Linked DNA regions of Arachis hypogaea: region 2 is linked to region 1. The links are chromatin contacts, called in public Hi-C maps. All regions are on one chromosome and are shown on one strand. Each heading gives the region's core, a stretch centred on a gene start, on an enhancer-like site or on the middle of the called end of the contact. The rest is flanking DNA. Distances are from core to core; before and after follow the strand shown.

What was found. Hi-C and Micro-C count contacts between places; a contact is called where the count stands out from the background.
Region 2: a contact with region 1 is called in a Hi-C map of leaf, with 3 times the contacts expected there. The contact joins the promoter of LOC112714874 here to the promoter of LOC112714862 in region 1. A contact is called at or near these places in 2 of 8 Hi-C or Micro-C datasets (both in leaf).

What each region holds. Positions count from the first base shown.
Region 1 is chr10:5,319,877-5,327,458 of arahy.Tifrunner.gnm2.J5K5, forward strand. It overlaps LOC112714862 (copper-transporting ATPase PAA1, chloroplastic), which reads left to right and starts at 3,537. Exons shown (of 3, transcript XM_025766545.3): 1 at 3,537-3,966; 2 at 4,043-4,196; 3 at 4,429-4,583. The coding sequence starts at 3,679. The coding sequence ends at 4,436. It overlaps LOC112714860, which reads right to left and starts at 1,542. Exons shown (of 5, transcript XM_072205689.1): 1 at 1,406-1,542; 2 at 159-1,251; 3 at 1-15. The coding sequence starts at 1,223. The coding sequence ends at 465. It overlaps LOC112714859 (potassium transporter 7), which reads right to left. Exons shown (of 10, transcript XM_025766540.3): 7 at 7,403-7,517; 8 at 7,062-7,316; 9 at 5,971-6,493; 10 at 4,791-5,720. The coding sequence ends at 5,204.
Region 2 is chr10:5,460,211-5,467,309 of arahy.Tifrunner.gnm2.J5K5, forward strand. LOC112714874 reads left to right here and starts at 2,796. Exons shown (of 4, transcript XM_025766568.3): 1 at 2,796-3,187; 2 at 3,261-3,321; 3 at 3,628-3,772; 4 at 4,841-5,254. The coding sequence starts at 3,004. The coding sequence ends at 5,101. PNC2 (cationic peroxidase 2) reads left to right here and starts at 651. Exons shown (of 2, transcript NM_001376216.1): 1 at 651-1,217; 2 at 1,565-2,284. The coding sequence starts at 807. The coding sequence ends at 2,146. LOC112714873 (chlorophyll a-b binding protein CP24 10A, chloroplastic) reads right to left here and starts at 7,023. Exons shown (of 2, transcript XM_025766567.2): 1 at 6,431-7,023; 2 at 5,443-6,194. The coding sequence starts at 6,657. The coding sequence ends at 5,645.

The DNA of each region.
Region 1 (7,582 bases), core at 2,287-4,786:
CAATAGGACATCCTCCTGAAAGAATCAATATAATGTGTAAAACAAAAATTACAAAGGCTCAAGGAAAGAAGCCAACAACTAAAACGTATCTGAAAATACCACTATTCAAGGTATCGTAAATACACAACAGCAAATTCAAATTAGTAGTAAATACCTACAGTTAAAATAATGTCTTGTAATTCAAAGGATTTAGGTCTTGTGTAACAGGGACAATTCCATTTGAATCTATAATCTTGTAATATAATCAAATAGGCTAAGAGGATGCAAGTTGAGTACGGACCATCTTCAGAGAAGACTTTGCGGATTAACTTAATTCGTGCTCCAGCTGACTTCACATGATGGATGACAACTCTCATTAATCACCTTAAGTTTTTTTCTTCATATTAAGATCTCAATCATTCATATATCATTTATCCTAGGCTTCAATTATAATTGAACACCAAGTTAAACCTTGAACACTTGTATTATGTGTGGTCAAGTTTGTTAGGCTGACCGGGGGTGGAGTGTCGTTGACATGTGGATAGTGCATTCATCAATTCATTATATGAAGCAAGATCAGGTATGAATCCCCTATCCAACATCTCATTCACCACTGACTCTCCCTCCATTTTCCGGCCTTCTCCTGTGTATCCATTAACCAAAATTTTATATGTCATGTCGTCTGGTTCCAAACCCTTGCTCGAAGCAAGCAATCTTAATTTATTTGCTTCCTCTGTTCTTCCCACTTTGCAAATATCCTGAAGCACAAAATTAAAAGTAATAACATCCAGTATCATACCCTCTTTAAGCATCTTTTCCACTAATCTCCAAGCTTCTTTAGTCTTCCTCGATCTTCTCAACCCATCAATCATCACAATGCAAGCAATCAAGCTAGGCACACATCCTTTCTCCCACAACTCATAAATTAGCCTCAATGCTCTATCAACATCTCCATTCCCACACAGAGCATCCACCAAATCAAAATAATCATACCCTTTAGGTAAAACGCCCTTTCTGGAGAAATCAACTAACATCTCACAAGCCTGCAAAACCTTTCCTTTCTCGCAAAGTCCTCGAACCAGAATCTCACAAGTGACATTGGAGAACTCGCACCCCAAATAAATCATCTCATGAGCCATCCCAATCCCTTCCTCAACCTTCCCCTCCCTAAACATCCCCTTAATCAAAGTGTTGAAAGTAACCACATTTGGCTCACACCCCATCTTTCTCATCTCCTTGAACATCTCCAATGCCAACCCAAACTTCAAATTCCTACAATAACCACTGATCAAGATGTTAAAAGTGAACAAATCAGGCCTAATCCTAACCCTAACAATCTCATCATAAAACTCCAGAGCCCTATCAAGCATTCCCCATTTCACAAATCCATGAATTATGATATTACAAACTGCAACATTAGGCCTACCGTCGATCAACCTGCACATGGAACGGAACGAGGAGACAGCTTCGTCCAATTTGCCGGCTTTGCAGTAAGCATGGATGGCGAAGCGGAAGATGGATTCGGTGTGGGGGCAGGAGAAGATGGAGTCGGAGCAGGGACAAGGGTTGGAGGCAATGAAATCAAGGAGGATGCGGAGGTGGTGGAAGCGGTGGGAGAGAGCTAGGGTTTGGGCCATCCAATGGAAAGTGGAGTGAGTGTGGCGGAAAGAGTCGATGAAGGAGGCCCAGGTGAAGACGTGGAAATCGTAGTGGGAAAAGGAAGGGTGGTGGTGGAGCTTGGATTTGAGGAAATGGAGGAGGGATTCTGGGGTGAAAGGTGGGGAAAGATGGGTCTTGAGAAAGTTGAGGAGGCGGTGGTATTGGGAGTTGGGGATTGGGGTCACTGTGAGTGTTGGTGGTGGCGGGGGGAGGGAGGGATCTGGCGGCGGAGATGGGAGAGGAGGGTTTGGAAGAGGAGAGAGTGGGTGCGGCGACGGTAGGTGTAGTGATGTTGCTATTGGTCTGAGCATTTTCTTCAACCCCATTCCTCAACTGTGCATACTACTTCCTCTGGTTCTTCCCTGAGCCTGAAAGCTGCATCCAAAAGGTGGGAAGAAGAATACGTGTTCATATAATATAATAATATAATTGATACATGAATATATTCCAACTCATAGTTATCAAAACCAAACCGGTAATCAATCTGGTTGATCCGGTCACAATTAAATATAAATATAAAATTACAAAAAATAAGCTTAAAATTAAAAAAGCATGTCTTCACAAACACATTAATAACAAACTAAGTATTAATTCTTAAACATAACTAATGATGTAAAAATAGAAAATAAACTAGTTACTAGTACAAAATACTTTCTCAATTTAAATGAAGAGAGCAAAACATAACACAATAACTAAATCAAGTCCAAGGAGTGATCTCAAAATCGGCATCTATATCTTTATCGGACAAATTTGGAGCTTGACCAACATTGCCTTCATTTTGATTTGCATCTATATCTTCCATAGCATTCTTACCAACTAATTAAAAACTAAATTCAACTAATTATACCAAATCAATACTGCCTGTATAAGAATCAACTCAATCAATACTAAAAATCAAATCTATTCTTACAGCTACAAATTCAGCTCATTGATAATTTTCGGCAACAAATTCAATTATGATAATTTTCAGCAACAAAAAGTTTAGCTCCAAAGATTATTTACAGTAGCAAAAAATTTAGCTAAGTGATTATTTCAGCAAGACGGCAACAAATTCAAGGTTCAGTGATAATCAGCAACAAATTCAACTTAGAGATGATTTTCAGCAACCAAAAAATTAGTCCAGTGATATTTTCAGCAACAAATTCAACCTACAATAACAAATTCAGTAACAAATTCAACTTACAACAACAAATTCAACAATTCCTAATTCAGTCATGATTTACAGCAACATTTAGATCAACAAGGCGAATTGATTGATTTTAGCAATTCAGCAACAGCTCAAAATACAGGGAGAAGGAAAATCTGGAAGAGAGAGAACGGGGACTCACCAACGGTCCACGGCGATGACGACGAACAGAAACCAGAAGACGACGACCTCACGGGACACGATGAAGCAAGCCACGACCCCACGAGTTGCCTCTGCCGCCGGCGACGATGAGCCCAGGGACGAGACTCGAGTGAGACGACGAGGAAGGCCGCGAGACGTCGACAAGATGAACAACGAGACGCCGGCGAGTGTGACTGAGACGAGACTCGAGTGAGATTGAGAGAGACTCTAGTGGGCTAGGCAGTGAGAGAGGAGAGAATTTTGAGTCTGAGAACTAAGGGAGACAGAGCCACAGAGGTTCCGAGGGTGTTAGGGTAAGCTCACAATGATTCCAACCCTGTTTAAGCTCACAATTATTTTTGGAATTCTTGGTAATAAGTATAAATGAATTTTTTGTATATATTTTCAACGCATTTTTAACTTTATTATTTAATTTTTATTTTTAATTAATGTTTTTTAAAATTTCATAAAAAAAATTATTATTTTTAATATTTTTTACTTCAAATTTTTTAAAAGCAAAAAATAATAATAAGTTCATAGTTTATTAATGTTCTACATGTTTAATTAATTAATCAACTGTATTAATGTTCAACATGTTTCTATTATTGTGGTTCGACCCGAATTGGGTACACTAATAAGTAAACACCTTTCTTTAGAGGATCTATTGAGAGTTCTAACCTGTGACTTTGGTGAGAAGTGCTGTAATCGCAATTATGGAATCTGCTTTGTGCCTCAACATGCCGATGCAGATACAGATGAGTTTAAAGCCACTCTTCAAACCTCTCAACCGTCAATTCGCCACGTGGACGATTCAATCAGCAGCGAAACAGAAGCCATCACTCGTCTTCCGCTTCAACCACTCGTCTCAGCTGCCTCCTCTACGCTGCGTTTCCAGCTCAGCTGGTGGTGGTGACATTCCCTCCGATGCTATTGTTCTCAACGTTGAGGGTATGATGTGCGACGGCTGCGCCAATAACGTCAGGAAGCTTCTAGAAAGCCGAGTATGCTCTTCCTTTTTCTATTCCATTTTTTTTATCTTTTATATATTAATAATGAAATGAAATGATGAACGGGCAGCCACAAGTGTCATCTGCTACTGTGAATCTAACCGCCGCTAAAGCAGTAGTGTCTGCCGTATCCGAAGAAAAAGGTTCCCCCAACTGGCAGAAGCAATTAGGAGAAGCACTTGCTCAGCATTTAACTAACTGCGGTTTCAATTCTACCTTTCAAGGTATGACTTTGCTAATTATCGTTCTCTTCTAGTTTTTGTCTGAATAAAACTAAGCTTTGGATTACCGTTTAGAAGTTACCAATCAATTGCTTTACTTTTTGCCAATACCGTACTCTTTTAGATAATGAACGCTAGTTACATGTTAGTTACAGCACGCACATGAATTTCGTAGCGTTGATTTGGTTTGGTTTGGTTTGCAATTTTTCATGAACCTTGGTGGATTAATTGGCAGGCGAGTGATGCTATCAAGAATTGTATGGACTCGATTCATGTGAAGTTAGCTGTGTTCATGTATTAGTCTTCTTTAACAGAGCAACCTGAATTGGGATGGCTATTGTTTTTGTGGACGTGGAAAATTAAAAAATTGTGATGTGTTAATTTCTTTTATCCATATGTTCAATGATCAAGCAAAATATATTTTCATGACAGTACAACAAGGTAGGAATTGGACACACCGAATATCAATACACGTTTAGGAACAAAAGCAAGTGAAACAAATAAAGCTTATCAATCTTAATTCTTTCACAGGAAAATAAAGGTTTAAATCCCATCTACTGAATTGAGCAAGTCAAATTGAAATATAGCTATTTGAGATGCAGTAATGTCATGAGATATGGCATTATTTACCGCAAAGTTGACAGAAGAATAAAATGGGCAAAATGCCACTGTACAGTACACGGTGTCCATGCTTACATTGGCGTGAAATTTGACCCATTCACGAAGTGCCTATATAATTAACCAAGTACAGTTTTTCTCATTTCTGTTTCTTTATGTTATCAGCCTATTCCAACTACATACATAAATATGCAGATGGCAAAGCTCGCAACCACAAAACTTCCTCTATACGAGAGATGGGAACCGGAAAGATATTTAAACAATTTGGAGATCCAAACTAGAAATGATCAGATCAAGGAAACACTTAAGATTGCATTCGAAGTATGATCTTTCTGATCCTCGCTCTCTGCTATCGAAGTCTAGTTTCTAAGAAAATTGTCATCTGTTTTCTTTCAAACCATGTAAGTCATGCCAACTTGCATCAGATTTGAGTGAGGTACAGTTAAAGTCGTGATACCCCTCCTGCTGTTCCTTCTCAAAAATGCATAGAAGTAGTTTATTACAAGCTTCTTGATAAACCATGAGTCCTTCCTTGCCCTTATATCCCCATGACCAAGAAGATAAACAACTCCAGATTCTTTAGCCTTGTGAATAAAAGATAACTCCCACTCAAGGCTCTGCTCAGCATCAAGTGCCGGGGTTACCTCCTCTGAAGTGCTTGCTTCTAAAGTGAGCTTTTTTGTGTCCTTATGACCAGCCAGAAGAGGAACCCCAAGTGAGTAAACACTCCCATTGGGAGCTACAAGAACCCTGGAATCATAGTGCCCTTCCTCTGAGTCAGAATCTTCATCCCCATCACTCTCCAGTGACCTCTCTTGAGCCTCACGTCGTATAAATTTTTCTAGGCTTTCAATCAGCAGCTGCTCAAAAGTCTGGTGATTTTCTTTACGGACATCCTTATAACCATACCTGTAGAAATTACAGAAGTCTGCATTTGTAAGATAAAAAGACATCTTCATTATGTGGATAGACATAATTTAACGAAGTTATTGATGTTCACTGAAGCTACTGTATGTTTTGTTTGTAAAAGTAACTTTTAAGGTCACATTTTCATCATTCAAACAACTTTCCCAAGGTAAAAGTCAATTAGCTTGGATTTTGAGATTCATATCTAAACTGATCTCATGCCAAAAGAATTCAATTAGACAGATCTAGTTACCTGGCAATACAACGGAATATATGATAGCTTTTTGGGCAGACTCTCCGGAAAAGGAACCTTTCACTTTGAGGCACCACAGAAACAGGAACATACTTAATACTCACAAAAATGATCATGGAGTGTATTGCTGGAAGCGTAGTCAAAAAATGGCCAAAAACTCCTGGGATTCCTTTGACTAACTCATTATAGAGAAGACCAATTCCAGGAGCCCGTATTGTGCCTAGATTGCTACCTAATTCTCGCATCAAATCCATTGACAGCTTTTGTTTGACTTCAGTTTCATACTTGAGCTTGCTTCCATAATTCCAAACATACATGATAAAAAACATTATCACAGCAAGGACCAATATAATCCAACTTCCATCTGCCACACTCCCCAAAACAGATGAGAAGAAAATCAACTCCAATCCCAAGAAGAATACCACAAATGTCAGCACTATGATGATGTGTATTTGCCATATAAGAAGCATAACAAGGGTTACTAAAATAGTGGTCATCATCATCACTCCAAGCTCCGCAATACCTGAAAGAGGACCAAGGATCAACCTGAATACAAATTCATTATAATATTACATATAATTTAGTAGCAGCAAAGGAAGTGCAGTGTGTAAAATACTATGGAAAGCTAAACTATGCAGTCTCCATATCCTTGTACTCTGTTTACCCAGTCAAACTGTTATTGATGTATTCATTATGTGAATTCAGAGGTATGCGACAGACATCCGTTTAAAATAAAATTATAATAACAACTAGCTGATTGACCTGCGTGCGTGTGTGTGCGCAGAAATTGTGTTCCGACCTTATGACCAGTGCAAAGCAAGCACGGTAATAATGGGGTTTAGGGTTTCTTGAAGCAAATGGGTCTTCTTATAGAAGACTTAAGTTGTATTATTATCTCTCCGATGTAGTTGAGAACATGAAAAATGAAATATTGGTAGAAGAGTTCGATAATTTTTAATAGTCCGAGTAAACTAAGTTTCTTATGCAGACTATTATATTACGATGCTTTATTCCACTAAGGGTAAATCAATGTGCTTGATAAATCTAATGAATAAATGTGGTGATTATAAAAATAAACAGAAACACATTACCATAAGCATTGCCAATCTCATCAATGCTGGATATAGTGCAGACCAAAACCAGAGAAACAGCCAAGAGAAACCAGTTTAGGACAGGAATATAGATCTGGCCCATAAATTTCCGGGAGGTATGAACGATCTTAAGACGAGGGAAACAACCAAGTGCTGTTGATTGTTTTATGCATGAAAATGTTGCTGTTGTCATAGTCCGACTTGCAATTAGTGCAGCAACGTTTGCAATGAGGAAGGTTGGCCAGAATGCACCACCTGCACACATGGAATGCGATTGCTTATAGATCCTGTAAATTGCAAAGACAGGCCTATGTAGAGAATGAAATGATAAAAACACTCACTTGGAACAGAAGAGAAAAAGGCTCGACCAGCATCAGCATGGTTTTCCATAAGGTATGCAGCTTGACCCAAATAACCCAATACTAGGCACGGCAAAACAAGAAAGACAAAAGAAAGCTGCCAATTACCACAATTAATTTTTATCAGCACATAGTTGACATGACAAATGAAATAAAAGAAAT
Region 2 (7,099 bases), core at 1,546-4,045, 140 kb after region 1:
GGTATATTAGGCCTAGAAATATGTATATATTCTTTTCACACGGTTGCTGACATCTTCTAATTAAGCACTCAAAAAATGTATATGATTGCCTAAGAAGGTTACAATCCAAGACAACTAATGAACTAGCTATGTCCAATAGGTGCAAGTGTTGCAAATAATGCCCATTCCGATGCTTAGAAAGCTTCCAAATCTTGTTATTGCCGGTGGCCAATCACAATAATGCAAATAACAAAAAAGTAAACCTTTCGGATTACGACTTTTTTAAGAAAAAATCTAAGAAGTCAACAATTTTTGTGTTTTGTGACTAATATTTAATTATTAAAAAAAGAATGAATAATTTTTTATTATTAAATATAATTTTACATCATTAAAAACATTATTAATAATAAATTAATAGTTATAAAATACAAAAATTACTCCCTTTTAACATTCTTACTTTTTTTTAAGTTGACATCACAATTAGTCTTCGAAGTTCGAAAACCCTCACGCGGAAACTCACACACATGCGTGATCCTCTATATACAATATACAAAAGCAAAAATACAAAAAGGCATAGCCCCCTTTACTTACTCATTTTCATAACTTTGACCAACTCAAATTATTAAACACAATTACAAACCCCCTCTCCTCTCTATAAATACCACTACCTCACATCGCATTTCACATCACCAACACAATATCACATACATTTTCTATCTCATTCATCCTTAACATACAATATAAACAACTTTAATTTCTCAACTCATCATCATCATACTAGCTAGCTATTTGTGCTTGATATTCATTCCTTAGTTACCAAAATAACAATGGAGGGTGTTTTCAACAACAAAAAGTTCATTCTCGTGTTTGTTTTTATGCTTGGCTTGTGTATTGGTATCACCACAGTGCATGGCCAAGGTACCCGAGTAGGGTTCTATTCAAGAACTTGTCCTAGAGCCGAGTCCATTGTGAGGTCCACGGTTCGATCCCACGTTAACTCGGATCCTACTTTGGCCGCTAAAATTCTTAGAATGCACTTCCATGATTGCTTTGTCCAAGGCTGCGACGGTTCTATCCTCATTTCTGGCCCTGCCACCGAGAAAACGGCATTTGCAAACCTCGGACTTAGAGGGTACGAGATTATTGACGATGCAAAGACACAACTCGAGGCTGCCTGTCCCGGTGTTGTGTCTTGCGCAGATATCCTCGCCCTTGCTGCTCGTGACTCCGTCGTTCTGGTAATTACAAAGTCCCGTTGTGGTAGAATTTATGACAAAATGAAAATTTACTATCAAAGTGGACTTCACCTGAAATTAATAACTAAGAGCTGTTAAATGATTTGACTGATTTGACTAAATTCTCATCTAACGACTCCCAACTATTAACTTCACGTGAAGCAGATTGCACCTGATTATTTTTTATTATTAATTCAATTTTTATAGTTTAAAAATTTAACAATATACTTTTTGTTTATATTTTTAAATATTGATAATTGTCTAACATTTTTCGGGATGAAATAATTTTTTGCAGATTAATAAGAAAATAATTAATTTATAATATCCTAATATTGTGTGTTTACATGCAGAGTGGTGGATTGAGTTGGCAAGTGCCAACAGGACGCAGAGATGGGCGCGTATCGCAAGCTTCAGACGTAAGCAACTTGCCAGCACCTTCAGACTCGGTTGATGTTCAGAAACAAAAGTTCGCAGCCAAGGGACTCAACACACAAGACCTTGTTACTCTTGTAGGTGGACACACCATTGGAACTTCGCAATGCCAATTCTTCAGTAACAGATTGTTCAACTTCAATGGAACTGCTGCTGCTGACCCTGCCATTGACCCTTCATTTGTTTCAAATCTACAAGCACTGTGCCCTCAAAACACCGGTGCTGCAAACCGTGTTGCACTCGATACCGGAAGCCAGTTCAAATTTGATACGTCTTACTTCTCTAATCTCAGGAACCGTCGTGGAGTCCTGCAATCTGATCAAGCACTATGGAATGATCCTTCCACAAAGAGCTTTGTGCAAAGATATTTGGGCCTAAGAGGCTTTCTTGGCTTGACATTCAATGTTGAATTTGGAAAGTCTATGGTTAAGATGAGCAACATTGGGGTCAAGACTGGCACTGATGGTGAAATCCGCAAGATTTGTTCTGCTTTTAACTAATGAAATGTTTGTTTAAGTGTATCATAGGTATATTTGTTAGTCTTATTGATTTTTTTTTCTTTGTTTATTGTTTCTCTATAAGAGAATCAATTTCCAAGTGTAAAAGTTCCAATAAATAATATCACATGTTTTTTATTACATTATTGTTTACTCTTAAGGCCAATGCTACTGTATAGATATCATTATTGTTACAGGCAATTAGACAAACTCCAATATCATTTCAACACTTCAAATTTATATCTATAGAAATTTTTTGGTCATTTATCCAGTAACATTGGCCTACTCTTAAATGTCTTTCTATACGAATTATGGTACACATCTTTTGCTTAATAACTAATTCTAACCTTTCTAAAGTTGTTGAGAGGCTAAAAATGAGATAAACGTGCATAAATCAGTGTTTTGCTGGCTGAATTACTTTTTTCTTTTTTATTTTTTTTTATTTATCAAAGAGACTTATATTCATAACCTTTTAGATGAGTATGGAGAAGACTATGTCATTTGAGTTATAACTCATTTGCGCTGACTGAATTACTTAAATGAATATAAAAATGAAATTTTTTTATAGAAGAATACTAGTAGTTAATATTAATTTAAATAGAATGCAAAATGGAGATATTTAAATGAAACATAAGTACATTCACTACATTGTACATAAAACAATGAAAAGAATAAATTACCTGACTTCATTCCAATTTTTATTATAATTTTTTGTAAAAAACATCTGGGCCGGAAAGGACTCAATTGGGCCTGGTTACTGTTGAGTTGCTGCAGGATTGGTGAATGGTTATGTCGCCTGAGAGCTGAGAGCTGAGTCTGAGAGAGAGAGTGAGAGTGGCATTCCCTCAATTCCGACTCCAATGGCAGCCTCTGCTCTCTCCAATGCAATCCTCTCTCCCGTTTCTCCTCCTTCTCAATCTGTTTCCTCTAAACCCAAAACCTCACTTGTCAAATTCCCTAACCCCAGATCTAAACCTTTCATAGCGCTTTGTTCCTCTGATTCCGATGCTGCTCCTAATCATGATGCTACCCCCATTGAATTAAGTATGCTTCCCTTCTCTATTTCATTATTCATATTCATCTTCCCTTTCTTCTCACTCTTCCCCCCTTCTCGCAGGGTATCCCGCATTCCCAACCGTCATGGACATCAACCAGATTCGTGAGATTTTGCCCCACAGGTACGCTACCTACCTCTCCCTAAACTTCTTTTTAATATTTGGGATTAGGGTTTATCTAACTTGACAAGTACAGGTTTTTGAACCTTTTACTTGATAAATGTAAAACAAATGCATTGAAAGTTTGAATTTGTATGTTTTCTATAAAAATTTCCTTTATTGGTAACCTTAAGGTCACATGTTCCTTTCTGAAATTGTGTTTCATACTTTATTGCTTGTGATTTTTGTTTCTTTGTTTCTCTTCTTGTTTATAATTATAACTAACTAACTAACTGTCTGCAATGGTATGGTGGGATGTGGGAAGTTCAGGTTTCCTTTTCTTCTAGTAGATAGAGTGATTGAGTACAACCCTGGAAAGTCTGCAGTTGCCATCAAGAATGTAACCATCAATGACAACTTCTTCCCTGGCCACTTTCCCGAAAGGCCAATCATGCCTGGTGTTCTAATGGTTGAGGTAACTAAACTGTACACTCTATGCTTCGCACTTACTTTTATTGTGAAACCTATTCCATATTTTCTTTGAAGCATAGGAGGAGTAAATGTGTAGGGTAACCAGGGTTTATGAATATTAGGCCTCATCTTTATCTCATTTGGAAAAAAAAAAAAAATGGAAATACCAGTCTGTTACAAGAACCTCTTTTAGCTACTCTACAGTGACTTGCTGGTTTTACTTGGAACTTCATTTGCCTAAGCATCTTGGTTCTCAAAAATGCTCTCTTCTATTGATGTATGCTGGTGTGGTGTTTGCACCAGATATTTGCTGCAATAGAGTCATGTATATGCCTATATGGGCTGCAACAGTACCAATAAATGAGAACAACCTCCTGATTTGCCTACACATTGATGGATCAAATGCTTGTTACTAGACCAAAAGCTATAGTTGTTAGCAAGGGTGCAATTTTATTTCCTTATACTTATTATAATTGCAGCTTGCATAAGAGGTTGCATCCATTACATTAAACCCTAAACAAGTGAAAAATCAAAGATTTAGGAGTTGAATTAGTTGTAGATGCTTATGAAGAGTAAATACACTCTTGCTTGCATGGCCAATAATGCAATAAAACGAATTTTAGGTCGAGTAGGGAGGAAGTAGAAGTAGCAGACCCCTTTGTGAATGTGCAGTGTCTTTGGTATTTCATTTTTCCTTATTTTTGTTGGAGTAGTTATCTTACTTTTTCAGTCATGGTAAGTGCTCTTCCATTGAGGTTCCCACTTCTGAAGGTCCTTGAGAGTAGAGAATGTGATAAGAGAAGCATCTGGTGTTTGTGACTTAGAGTTATCTGCTAAGTTTCAGAAGAAGCTTTTTGTGCAAAAGCATTTCTAAATTTTTAGATGACTATTCAATGACTAAATTTCTACATTTGAATCTTGAGCAACATCTCTTCTAATTATTGGTTTGATGGCTGGGAATTAATTGTATGAAGAGGTGTACCAAAAAGAAAAGGAAGAGCAAATCTTGTATGCTTTCTTTTATACTCTGCTTTTAAAGTTGGTGATAAATGTGAGAGATCTTTTGCTGCAGGCAATGGCACAAGTTGGTGGTTTGGTCATGTTGCAACCTGATGTGGGAGGCTCTCGTGAAAACTTCTTCTTTGCCGGAATAGACAAAGTGCGATTTCGTAAGCCTGTGATTGCAGGAGACACCTTAGTCATGAGAATGACACTTATTAAGTTGCAAAAGCGATTTGGAATAGCAAAGATGGAAGGGAAGGCATATGTTGGAGGCGAAGTTGTGTGTGAGGGTGAGTTCTTGATGGCTACTGGCTCGGGAGGGAGTGAATAGTTAGACATATCCCTTCCAACTAGAATAGAGTTGATTTTGCTGCGTGTCTTTTGAATTTTGATTAAATGCTTCTGCGTTTGAATGCAGAACTTTGTGAACGCCTATTTATGTATTTTCCATGAAATCTATCTCAATATCTTGTTCTTATGATTATGTTTTGTTTTCTGTGATTCATGAGCAGCCGAAGATAGCAGCATGTAACGTTATGTTCTCTTATTCAAATTTGTTGCATTGTTTCATATTTTCCCCATTTACTTTCATGGCAATCCAAAGTTTCAAACAATCATTGCAACTTGGACCCGCAGAGAGATGAGCAAGCTCGTATCTTTCACCACAACAGATTTGGTAAAGAGAGTAAAATGCTAGTCTTTATGCAATTGCTACATTTCAAATCATACACATGGGGAATCATCTAATATTAAAAGCATATGATATGATTTGAATTTGTTGTGAGGGAGCACGTTGGCTCTACACAAGGCAAAGGTTCATGTTCAACATCAATCTAGCTTCTCAATTCAACTATCTACACGAATTGGTCCAAGTTTACAAGCCAAGAGCACCAAGGGGAGTCTTCCCTTGACCAGCCTCAAAGTAGAAAATCAGCATAGCCAACATGGCAATCCTTGCATGCTTAATTTCAGCCAATTTGAGCCTTTCAAGCTTCTCTCTGTCTGGAATGTAAACGCCATCCTTGATGGTGCCAGCAAGTCCCAAAGGGTCAAAGAATTTGCCACCAGGGTAGCCTTGATCACCGGTGGCATTGGCAAAGTTCTCCGCTGTTCTTGACCATGGAGTGGCCCATTCCACTGACTGTGAATCAGGGTTGAAGAAGTCCACCCATCTCTTGCTCTCAACCCAACCCATGAGAAGCAACTGAGTGCCCAGTAGTGAACCAAAGGAGAAAGGAGCAATTGCATTGGGGTCAGCTCCAGCCTCAAACCATGGAACTCCACTCCATGCCTGGCCAACAAAGATTCCCACAACTGCAGCCATTGCCCACCTTCCATGAATGAGTTCAGCTTCTCTGTACCATTTCAGGAATGCTGGGTCCTTCCCTAGCCCTAGTGGGTCAAAACCATAGTCACCAGGTAGCCTGCAATTGAAACATTCTATTAGATGTAGAACCAATCATGCCCATTTAATTTGTGGTTCAAGCTTTTGGAATAAATGGTTTATAATATAGTATCATAGTCTCTACAACTAAATCTCTAAAGTTTAGTGTCTGTAATTAAAAAGTCTACCAAACAATTTAAGCTTTAGAAGAATCGGTTCATGACACATTCTGAAATGAAGATGAGAGGGAAAAAGTAAGTAGATGAGGGAACTCACGAGCCGTCAAGCCATTCAGGGTCAATGAAGTTTCCACCACCTCTAACACCAGGGACCCATGATTTCTTTGGCGCAGCAGCAGCAGCTACAACATATCTTTTAGGACTAACATAAGCACCAGCTTTGCCTGCAATAGCATTAGCAAGTAGTGTCTGGCTCCTCTTTCCTCCACAAAGGAAAGAAGATCCCAAACCGTTCAACACAGCACCAGATGTTGCAGCTGCCATCGAGACAAGGGAGAAGAACACACTGAGGCTGGTTTCAAGGTTTTGTTAGGAAGGGGAATGCAGACTTGGAAGTGATTTAATGTGTGAATGGATGCTGTGAAGTGGGAGAAAATCTAAGGGTGCTTTCATAGAAGGCCAAGTAGGACTATGAAATCTGTAGAAGAAATCTGTAGAGGGTATCGTGGATAGATTACGGACCAATGAAAACTAGATCTTCATCCTCATCCCATGTTGATTCCAACCACGTGGACATTGGGACCACACATCGCTCCACCTATTTCATCTAACTTTGTTTGTGTCTTTCCTTATCTTATGCTGATGTCCATAGTATTTTGGAAGATCATTAGATCCCAACAAGACCAATTTAATGAAGTGAGATAAGTAAGGGAGCGTAAATATGTGATTCTTTCATGCCTCAGAAAATGGGAATAATGCCCTTCAT